Linked DNA regions of Mus musculus: region 1 is linked to region 2. A link is a contact called in public promoter capture Hi-C data. All regions are on one chromosome and are shown on one strand. Each heading gives the region's core, a stretch centred on a gene start, on an enhancer-like site or on the middle of the called end of the contact. The rest is flanking DNA. Distances are from core to core; before and after follow the strand shown.

What was found. Capture Hi-C pulls out chosen DNA fragments and counts their contacts.
Region 1: a contact with region 2 is called in a promoter capture Hi-C map of liver, with 3 times the contacts expected there. The contact joins the promoter of Drg2 here to the promoter of Snap47 in region 2. A contact is called at or near these places in 1 of 39 promoter capture datasets (liver) and 1 of 9 other capture datasets (liver).

What each region holds. Positions count from the first base shown.
Region 1 is chr11:60,451,883-60,457,691 of GRCm38.p6, reverse strand. Drg2 (developmentally regulated GTP binding protein 2) reads right to left here and starts at 3,101. Exons shown (of 13, transcript NM_021354.2): 1 at 2,949-3,101; 2 at 981-1,141. The coding sequence starts at 3,012.
Region 2 is chr11:59,446,039-59,451,433 of GRCm38.p6, reverse strand. Snap47 (synaptosomal-associated protein, 47) reads left to right here and starts at 1,400. Exons shown (of 5, transcript NM_144521.3): 1 at 1,400-1,519. Jmjd4 (jumonji domain containing 4) reads right to left here and starts at 1,389. Exons shown (of 6, transcript NM_178659.6): 1 at 922-1,389; 2 at 594-759. The coding sequence starts at 1,189.

The DNA.
Region 1 (5,809 bases), core at 1,852-4,351, 1.0 Mb before region 2:
ATCCAAGCATGGACACAGACAACAGCTTGCCCTTAATGCATGGGTTGTAACAAGGGTGTTTCCTCAGGTAACAGTGTTACCAATAAAGAAACAGTTATCAGGACTCTGGCAACTCTCTGCAACAACAACAAAAATCCAAGATCATTCTAGCATTAAAAACCTATTGTCTCTCAAGATGGCTCAGCAGATACAAAGTATTTGCCACCAAGCCTGACAAGTTGAGTTCTATCCTATGGACCCATAAGGTAGAAGGAAAGAACTGACTCTTTTAAGTTCTCTGACATCCAGTGTGGCACGTATTTGAAATGTATTAAAACCTTATCTGCCCTGGCAAAGATGCTTACTTAATCATACCACATAAAATGTGAGTCAAGATAGGACATTAAACTGAACCACTTTCCAGAAGAAACTTTCTAGAAGACTCCACAGTGACATCATCACTTCACTTGTAGCCAGTCTGTGTGCTAGCTCTGAGGCCCAACTTCTCTTGACTCTCATCACCTCCGCTCTCCTGATGCTCACTTGGGCAGATAGCCCAGCTCTCCCAATGTCTACAGGCAGGCTTCCCCTGAAGGGCCTCTCTCAGCAAGCTCCCTCACATCGGTTAGGACCTCTGATACACCAACCACTCACTAGAGAAGCCTTCAGCTACCCAGACATGTCTTGAAGGACCTTGGACTTCCTTGGAGCTTAAAACCAACTAAGTGACACCTGAATTTGCTCAAATTGTCTTTTCTGAGAGGAAGTATGTGCAGGTAGGGATGGGCATCCCAGTATCGGGCCCAATGCCCAGCATAAGGTACACACTGTGTGCCACTGGCTCAGTTGGAAGGCCAACTATTCCTGCTAAGGAGAAGAAAGAGTAACCTCTAAGTTAGGGCGATAGGGAGGTAAGACTTTGAGGGGAGGTAGGGATGGGCATGCTGTAGGTAAGTGACCCTCTATTGTTCTCCCCAAGGTCCACAGAGACCATCACTGACCTTACCCACAGAGGGAAAGCCAATCAGTGCCACACGGGCATCACCTGACTTCATGACATCAAAGCCCTCTCCTTTGGATGAGGCGGATTTGGATGGTTCCAGGAGCTGGGCCCGATACTTGGCCAGTTTTGCTTTCAGCAGGCCCAGGTGGTACTCGGTGGCTGGAGGATGGAAAACAAGACAGGAACAAGTGTCAGGGTCTCTACCTGGAGGGTCAGGTGGGGACCCACATAGGGCCAAGTGCTGAGAACATCAAGACCAGACAACAATCACCTCAAGGAGACCTCAAGGGTTCCCCTGGTACCCCACTGGTATCTCAGCATCCTAAGGAGCACGGATGGGCAGCACTAATGGTACTTGAGGCAGACAGAAGGTCACAGGGCTGCTCTCTGCTCACTCTGGAGCTTTACTCTCTCCTGGTAGCTGCCCTAAAGATCACGAACCAATTCCGAACAGCCGGGAAGTTCCTGAATTCGTGACTTGTCACATCCTGAAGACGTCCAGAGAAAACCTGGGTCAGGCTTGAAGGCCTCAGGTCTGCCCTGCTTCTCTATGGACACAGGGCACTTTCTGTAGTGCTGGAATTCCATGTGGTGCACCACTTCATGGAAGAAGGGGACACTGTGGCATACACAAATTTGCCATGCTGTGATCAGCCCCTGACGGAATCCAGGAGGCCACACAGCCTCCCTGCACACGTCCCATCACTGCGGCCCCAGGCAGAGGATGGGTACCTTGTGCTTAGTTCTCCTGACATCACCCAGCACTCATGGAGGGAGAACAGACTGTTTCACTGTACACCTGTCCCTTTTCCTTCTCCTTTATAGTATTGTCAGGCCGGGCGTGGTGGCGAACGCCTTTAATCCCAGCACTTGGGAGGCAGAGGCAGGCGGATTTCTGAGTTCAAGGCCAGCCTGGTCTACAGAGTGAGTTCAAGGACGGCCAGGGCTACAGCGAGAAACCCTGTCTCGAAAAACCAAAAACCAAACCAAACCAAAAAAAGTATTGTTAGGGTTACCATACTGCTTCCAAATTCTGGGGAACAGGGTTAAGTTACTGAGAAGGAATTCTGTTTCAGGTCTTACCGAATCCGCATGATAGCAGGGACATGGTTGAGACTGAGGACCTCAGCTGTCCTGCCCCAACTCCTTCCACCCTTCTCTGACTTTATCCTTGCCTCAGGACCTATGAACCTGCTGTTGCCTGAATTTAAGTCAGATCAATCCCACCCTGCCATTACTGCCTGGAAAGGTCACTTAGCCTTGTGCATCCGAACAGGAAGGGCAGCAGCACTAACTCTGTCACCACATTTCTTCAAGACTCGGGAAAGCACCAAGGCTAGACACTGCTTGGCAGTCCCACCTCTCCACTGATCCCCAACCCTCACAGTTTGATGCTTCCTTGGTGTTGTGTATTTGGGGTGGTTTACTTTAAATATTAGGTGATCACTCTGGCAAGGGCTTTGCACATGTGAACCACAACAGAGCGGGTGTTATCCCTATCCACAGATGAGGACATTGGGTCGCCAAAAACTGACATGACTTTACAAGGTTACATAGCAAGAACGTAGTGGACAAATTCTCCAGTCCCTACTTCCTTGACACTAGCTCGCTGGCGCCTGCCTGTCTGCCGGGACAAGCTGTTTTGTGAGATGTCTTCTCTTGCCCTTCTCAGCATGAAGGCCCAGCTGCCAGGACCCTAGGGGAAAATCTCCGACACTGCCTTTCTGGGTCACGGGCTTATTGTGCGCGCTGAGGTTTCTCTACTTGAACACTGAGTCCAGCACAGATCAGATCTCTCAAGAACCCTGAAATCACGTCGCTGAATGTGCCCGCTCCCGCCTCACGCACGCCTCGGCACTTCCCCGGTGTTTCTCCGGCCTCGGTGGTGGCTCCAGTTGTCCCCTCATTTTACAGACAAGAAAAACAAGGAGGGTAGAAAGGGAGACCCCTCCGATCCCGCCCTTACCCTTGTTCTTCTGCGTTCGAGCGATCTCCTTCTCGATCTCCGAGATTTTCTCCAAGATCCCCATAGTTGCAGCTTCGGCGGAGATTCACGCTGCCTATAGCTTACAGCGCTGAGCGCTCACGTCTAATGCCGGAAGCAAAGCAGTCAGAACCAGGAAGCGCACCAAGAATGGAGTCCTCCCGAGCTCCCGGTGCTACGAGATTCGGAGTCCGGGCACACCACGTGGAGAGCAGATACCATCCGTTCCTACCTCGTCCAGCTGCGATGAGCATCCGGGTCTTGACTTTGGTTCGTTAGGACCAGACCCCAAACTGCTTTGAGTTTGCAAAGCAGAGGGGGAATCTCTTTTCTCTTTGATAGTGACAGAAAAGGAGATGGGCAGAAAGTCTTAAGGCTCCCATTTTGTAAAGGCAGTAAAAGAGTCTTGGGGTCTAGCCTGCTGGAGTAACCTTTAATCCCAGTACTCAGGAGGCAGGAGCAGGAGGATTGCTGCGAATTTGAAGTCAGCTGGGTTGCACAGCTAGTATCAGTGTCAGATAGGAAAGCAAACGAAAAGTTCAAAACTGGGCTCAGCCGTTAAGAGCACTTAATGCCAGCTTTAATGTGGGGTATTGTTTTTTTGTTTTTTTAATTTTTAAATTAGATGTATTCATTTTATGTGTGTTTTGCTTGCATATATGTATGTACACCATGTGCATGTGCCAGTGGAGCTCAGAACAGGGCACCAGATCTCCTAAAAGTATAGTTTCAGACGGTGGTGAACAACCACGTGGGTTCTGGGAATCGAACATGTCTGTTTCAAGAACAAAGTGCATGGGGTCACCAGTCTCGCTTGCATTGCAGTTTCCGAATAGGTATTGCAAATTACAGCTGTTAAATGACAGTGCCAAGATAGAATGAAGCTCTGGCTGTGAACTCCAAGTCTACACACCCTCATGGTAATGCAGTAGATGTGTATGCTGTTTCTGCAAGGTAGTACGATTTAAGTGTGGTAGGTTTATATGATGTTTTGAGTGGGTATCAAAAGGTGATGGAGCATTTTGGAAGCTGGGGTGGTCAATGCAGATGAGAAGGCCTGAGAAGCCCAGGCCCAAGTCCTCAGGTCCCTTCTGCCTCAAATTTCCTTTTAAAAAACAATTAGCATTCAAAATAATGGGTTATAACATTTTAAAAGATGTTTTATTTTCCATGTATAAGTGTTTTGCCTACATGTATGTGTATACCACATGCATGTCTTCCTTGTTGCCTGCAGAGGTCAGAAGAGGGCATCAGATTGCCTGGATCTGGAGGGATGCTTGTGTCCCACCATAGGGGTCCAGAGTCAAACCTGTGCCCTCTGCAAGTACAAGTGCTCTTAAGCACTGGGCCATCTCTAGCCCCATAACATTTCCATTCATATACCTGTATCTTGCACTTCTTTTATTCCCTATCCCCACCCCTTCCATCAACTCCTTCCTAATATGGCTGTTGGAATCTTTTACCACCACCTTGTAACCCCAGAAGTAAGCTCACTTTGACTTTACAGTTGGGGGAAATGGCTCAATTTCCAAGAATGCTAACATCTTCTCTGCTGTCTGCTTCATGATCCCATGGTCCTTAATTTTTTTGTTTTGTTTTTGCTGCCTGCCCGAGAATTGGGCCTACCTCAAGATCAAGGAAAAGGCAGCTAGCCTTTCCTTCAAGGAAGATCCGACTCCTCCAAACCTAAGTCTTGGAAGCCAGCTGTGAGCTCCACTGTCCATGCAGATCTGTGGAGATGGGGCTGGTTTGCACAGGGAGAGGTCACTATGCTCTATGTACATATTTAACTTGTCCATCAAAAGATACTTCAGCAAGGTCAAAGACACTGGAGAAAACCACAGAGGACACAGAGAGTTAATGTTCAGAATACAGTAAGGCCCATGACTCAACAACACAACAACCCCATTCTGCTGAGTTACTGATGTAACCCAAACATAACACAGTGATTGACGTGTGTTTAGTGCTTAGAAGAACCTGCCAAATCAGGAGCCTTAGGACAGTACGTGGTGTAGAAAGAGCCCTATCCCTTCTCCCAGAGCTTCCAGTTCTAGATGGGATGGATTCTAATCACACATAAGACAAGGACTACAGACTAGTGATGCCCAGTGCTACTCTCTGTATGCTAGGGATGAATATATGTGTGTGTGTGTGTGTGTGTGTGTGTGTGTGTGTGTGTGTGTGTGTGTGTGTGTGTGTGTGTGTGTAGGCCAGAGGCTAACATCTGATGTCTTTCTCTCTCTTTGCCTTTAAGATTTTTTTGATTACATTTTATTTATTTTGTGGTGAAGTATGGTTGTGTGGAGGTTAAAGACCAATTTTTGGGAGTCTGCTTTCTCCTTCTACCATGTAGGTTCTGGAGCTCCAACTGGGATGGTCAGACTTGGTGGCAAGTATCTGTTATTTATCCAAATACTAAAAATTGTATCCCAAGAAAATGGTTGTCCCAAGACAAATTCCTATGTTCAACAGCCTTTGTTGTGCAAATCTTGCTCCCCAATTTAAAACTATCTGTTAAATAAAATGGCTATAGCCAATTACTGGGGAGAATAGAGAGAGGTGGAGTTTGAATTACCAGGCTGGGGTCACAGGTAGGGGCCACAATGGAGAAGCGAGGAAGGAGACAGAGAGAGGATGAAGTTGTCAGGAGAGGAGATGGATCATGAGCTTGTGGCTAGGAGAAATGGACCCTGAAAATAACCAGCAAGTTACAAGGGACATACAGCTGGGAGGTAAGTTAGAATACTTCAAATTCTACCCAACCTAGGCTTACAGCTTTTAAAATAATATACCAGGAGTCTGTGTCTTTTATGTGGGCTAGCTAGAATAAATAATTCATTTTA
Region 2 (5,395 bases), core at 151-2,650:
TGGGAAGACACCATAATTCAAATTTTGAAGTAGTTTCTACTGACTGCAATGCATTCTTGCTCCAGCAAGACGTCAAAAATCTCCTAAGTAAAGCTGTCACAAGATGCTGTGTGAGAAAAGTGGAAGCTGATAAGGGAGAGTATTGAATGTGTCTTTAAAGAGTAAAGGGGTTTCCAAAGTGGGACAAGAGTGGTTGCGGAAAGGTCACTTGTCCCTTTAGAGAGCTTAGAATGGCCCAGGGGATGGCAAGAATCCCCAGAGCAATCGTAGAAGGAACAAGCGTCCTCTCAGTGGGGTTGCAGAGAGGACAGCCCCAGAGGATCTGAGATACCAGCTCAAAAATACAGAAGAGGAAGGAGACACCAGGCCGCCTGTACCCATACAAGATGTACGAAAGACTTACCTTCCCCATAATAGTCTACCTGGCTCGCTATGTTGATCTCCCCACATCTTCGCATCAGTTCTGTGATACACATTAGAACTCTGCTGTAGAGGTAGCCCCTCTGAGTGCAGTGGGCGTGCTCCACCTGGACTGGCTGCACTAGCTGCTTAGGGTAAGTGCCCAATGGCCATGCGCCGTCCTGTCTTATTACCTGCACAGATGCCAGTCCTTGAGGTAGAGGCAGCCCCGCGAAGAGGAGTAACTCCCTTGGATGTAGTCCTTCCAGTAACTGATATAGTCGCGGAAGGACATGTGCTCCTTGGGGTTTGAATTGTATTCTCGCACTCCACAGTTGGCAACCGGTACAACCGCGTCTCCTGCAGCGAGAGAGTCAGCACAGAAATGGCAGAGTCATACACGTAGTTCACCATCTTGGGGTCCGGCCACCCTCTGGCCGAATTATCCAGACTCCACTAGTCTGTCCGGCCCCGGCCGCCCTCCCATGCCGGGGTCTATACCTCCCGTCTGCGCCCTCCTACCATACTTCTGCTGCAGATACTCGAAGTCAGGCTTTCCCTCCGAGGTCACCCAGCGCCGCCTGCTGCCCCAGCCCTCGGTGAAGGCGCTAGAAAACACGCAGGGCAGGTTAGGCAGCAGGAAGCCCTTCACGAAGTCAGCATAGGAGAAGGCGTTCGGGGTCTGAATGAAGGTCACGCCGCTGGGTGTGGGGCCGCCACCGCCGCTAGGGACTGGGTCTCGGAGGTCCCGGTAGTACCGCTCGGCAAAGGTGCGTGTCTCCCGATCCATCCACCGGGAAACCTGACCCCAGAGGCCCAGTCCGGCTTCTCGCTACACCCCAAATAGGGACCGGAGGCTGAGAAACCCCCTAAAATCAGCTCGGAGTGGTAACCACAGAGAAAGAGCCCGGAACGAAAAGCCACAGGTGCGACATTCCAGCAGGAACGCGGGCCTTGGGGCTCCCAGGGTGTGCGCGTGCGCGCCTACGCGGCCCCGCCCTCTCGCGCAGGCGTACAAGCGCTCGCCGAGTGGCTGACCTGCTCCCCAGCTGCTGGCGTCTCTGTCTGGTGGTCCAGTGGAGCGTGCCATTGCGTCTTCTGCGTGCTCCTCTTGCCTCAGGTGAGCTGCTACCGCGCAGCTAGCCAGTACCGGAGCCCGCCACCGACACAGGAGATGAACATCAGTCTCAAACCTCAAAGGATGACTGGGTCCTGAGAGGATGCTGGGGCGCAGAGCGGGCGGTCAGGATCCGCGGGGGGTGGGGCGGCGGGGTGGGGGTGGGGCGGCGGGTGGGGGTGGGGCGGCGGGGTTGGGCGGCGGGGTGGGGGGTGGGGGTGATGTTCCCGAGTGTCTTGGATAGATTGTGGAGGAACCTTTTAAAGGATTGTGATGTTTCCTTAGAAATAGAACGAGGAAAAATTAAAAGGAGAAAATGAGCTTTTTTGGGGGGCGGGGGGGGGGAGATGCTGAGGTTCAGGTAGAGAGGTATGTATGCATTGGGAAGAGGGGAAGGATAGAAACGAGGCGGAGGAGGGTTGTTTGGCCAAACTCGCCTGTTGTGGCCTTTATCGTGACGCTTGTCTGGAGCTGTGTTGCGGCTAGGTCATGGTAGAGATGACAGCTCATAGAGAAATTCAAGTGACGAGAAACATCGATGCCAGGACTCGTGGTGCACGCCTATAATCCCAGTATTGGGGATGCTGAAACGGAAAGGTTCCGAGGTTCTAAGCCAAAATGAACCACAAATCATGACTTAGCTCCAAAAGAAAAAAAGCCAGGTTACAATAACAACAACAATAAAACCCCAACGCACCCAGAATTCCATTCACGTGTAATCACTAACTCTGGTATTGAGCCAGTTTTTTCCAGGTATGCATGTGTTTATACATTTTATCCCTGTTACCCCCTCCCTCTCTTCCCTCTTTTCCTGCATTGGCAGCATGTTATATTTGGAAACACCATTTTAGATTTTTTAAAATCTCCTCCTACAATTGGCCTACAATTCTTAAAATTCCTGGACAGGTTGAGTTGATAAATGCCATTTTGCATGCTAATGAGTCCAACACCATCCAACAGCCAGTAGGGTAGATTCCAGATGGAATGGCTCACTGAAAGACCTGAGTAGGATCAGAGGGTGGGGACTTTGAACCCAGCCCTCAGCTTCTAGGGCTAAAGGTTGAGTGGGTCATCAGTGGTCAGTGTCTCATCAGTCATGTCCACAGCATCCCTAGAAGACCCATTCAGAGGATCCTATGTGCTTAGGGAGGTGAGGGCTGGTTCTTCTTAGAAGTTGGTGGTTTTCTGAGTAATACGAGCTTCTAGGGGAACTCCAAACCAAGGAGGACCTCTGGAACCCTGCTTTCTAGGTGCTGGCCATCAGAGTGGTACTACAACCTGGGCTTGCATCTGCACCAATGTAGGGACATCTTGGGAGACAGAACCCCACCCTTGGGACCTAATATGATCTTGAGGCAGACATTTGTCAGAGCTGAACTGAATTAAGGACATTCTTCCTCTGGTGTTCACTGATAAGGACCCTTTTAGGGTCCCAGAATCCTGTACTGACTAGGACATGAGAGTAGAGGTAAAATATGTAGTTTGTTTTGTTTTCTGGGAAAGTATGAAACCCAGTTAGGAATTACTTCTTTGCTTGAGTATCTAAGACCATTGTCCACGAGCAAGAAAGAGGTCAGGGCCAGCAGGTAGGTATATATGCTCTCAAGAGCTCTGGGGCAGCGTAGCCTGTGGCACTGTAATGGGAACATGAGCCCTTGTGCCCTGTGTAGTTAGTGCTGTAATCCTGGTCTTCACATGATAGCTGGCCTCTGGGTGTTAGTAACAGAGCCGATTATGTGAGGCCTGGCGAGAGGCCCGAAACCCAGGTGTGTGCCCATGAAGTTGCCTCTCCTACCTCCAGCTGGGAAGTGCTGGTGATGCACATCCCCAGCCCACACAGACCTATGGAAACTGCGCATCCTGGGCAGAGCCACCCCAGAAGAAAACAGGAAAGGATTGGAATTGGCACCCTGGGGAGGGGAGGGGAGGTGGAAACACTGCACAGTCTCATTTCTCTCTCTGAATTTCTAGAGCATACCCTGCAGCAAGGCTGTGGTGTTTGCTCGAAACATCCTCAGACAGCATGCCTGAGCCTCCCAGGGTGGGGATGGGAACTTCTGAGGGAGTGGAAAGAGGGTCTGCTACAGAGCAGGAGGGCAGGTAATGGAAAAAGCCAGTCTTGCCGCCCCCGCTCGGACACACTGCCCCACTGTTCTCCCACTCAGCCTTGTAATGGGAAGGTGTGCAAAATGTTGCGTCTTCTGTTACTTTGGAAATTAACTAAAAATAGGCTGTTTACTTGCTATTGAGTTTTACTCAAGGGCACATGTGTGGTGGAAATGCTGAAAGAGACCCATTATGCCAATCCCAGTGTGTTAGGAGTCACAGTGACGTGGGCCTATTCCCCAAGAACGTCATTTATGTGAATTTGCTTGACACCCAGGGGTTGCCTGACATGACTTCCCACAGTAATTGTGTCTCTCTCACACAGGGTCCTCTCAGGGCTAACTACTCTGTACCTGTCCTGGTGAAGGCAAGTTATAACCTTACAAAGGCAGATACCACACAGAGAATTCAGGAACAGAGCATCTCTGGAGGGCCCATTCACTGTGTGTACACTGGGTGTCCATGCAGTGTGCACGAGACGCGATTCTGGGCAGGTGCCCTTTGGTGCACATGTTGAGTTGCATTGGGAAAGCTCTCAGGTCTGGAGTGCTGTGGTTGGTAGTGGGCACTAGGAAGGGTAAAGGTGCTCTTTAAGTAGAAGCTTTAAGGTAGAAAAACAATTCAGAGACAGGACAGTGAGGAGCCTTGAGATGGCTGTAAGGGAGGGGGGCAGCAGAGTGAAGCTCAGAGCCCATTAGAGTGAGCAGAGTTGGACTTGAACGGAGCCAAGCTAAAAGTGAAAAAAGAAAAAGGAGATTTATTCAGTGTGGCCACATTGGAAGAGGCACAAAGAGATCTGATGAACCACCAAGTCCTGAAGTGAGATTAAATAGAAAGCAGAAGATTTGCATACCTGAGCAGTACAGGTGTGGCCACACACACTGTTAATCCATCCTTGTCTGGACTTTAGTCTCCTTCTGTAAGGTGGTCTAAGAAGTTGTTAAAATTATGTGAAATCAAAAAACAAAACAAAACAGCTGGGTGGTGGTGGCAGCGCACGCCTTTAATCCCAGCACTTGGCAGGCAGAGGCAGGTGGATTTCTGAGTTCGAGGCCAGCCTGGTCTACAAAGTGAGTTCCAGGACAGCCAGAGCTATACAGAGAAACCCTGTCTCGAAAAAAAAAAAAAAACAAAACAAAAACAAAAAACAAACAAACAAAAAATTATGTGAAAGGGCAGGTCCCCTTTTGGCTGGTGCCTTTTCTTTCTCCCAGTTTGAGATTCCCAGGGAGATACCCATTTCTCTGGGTGCCTTTGTTTTAACACTTTGATAGTTGGATTGAAAGGAATAATTGTCTCTTTAAAATATTTTCATTTCTGCCAGGTCTGTTAGACCAGGATTTACTATAGGTTTAAGAGGATGAGGAAGAGGGATCCAGAAACTCTTGGTTCCAACAGAATTTTTGTTACCAAAAAAAAAAGAGGAGGAAGAAGAGGAGGAGAAGGAGAAGGAGAAGGAGAAGGAGAAGGAGAAGGAGAAGGAGAAGGAGAAGGAGAAGGAGAAGGAGAAGGAGAAGAAGAAGAAGAAGAAGAAGAAGAAGAAGAAGAAGAAGAAGAAGAAGAAAGAGAGAGAAACATTGCCAGGGAGAGAGGGGGGGGGAGAGAGAGAGAGAGAGAGGGAGAGAGAGAGAGAGAGAGAGAGAGAGAGAGAGAGAGAGAGAGAGAGAGAGAGAGAGAAAAGCATTGCCAGGAGAGAGAGAGAGAGAGAGAGAGAGAGAGAGAGAGAGAGAGAGAGAAAAGCATTGCCAGGGCCTAGAACAGTATGAGATATCC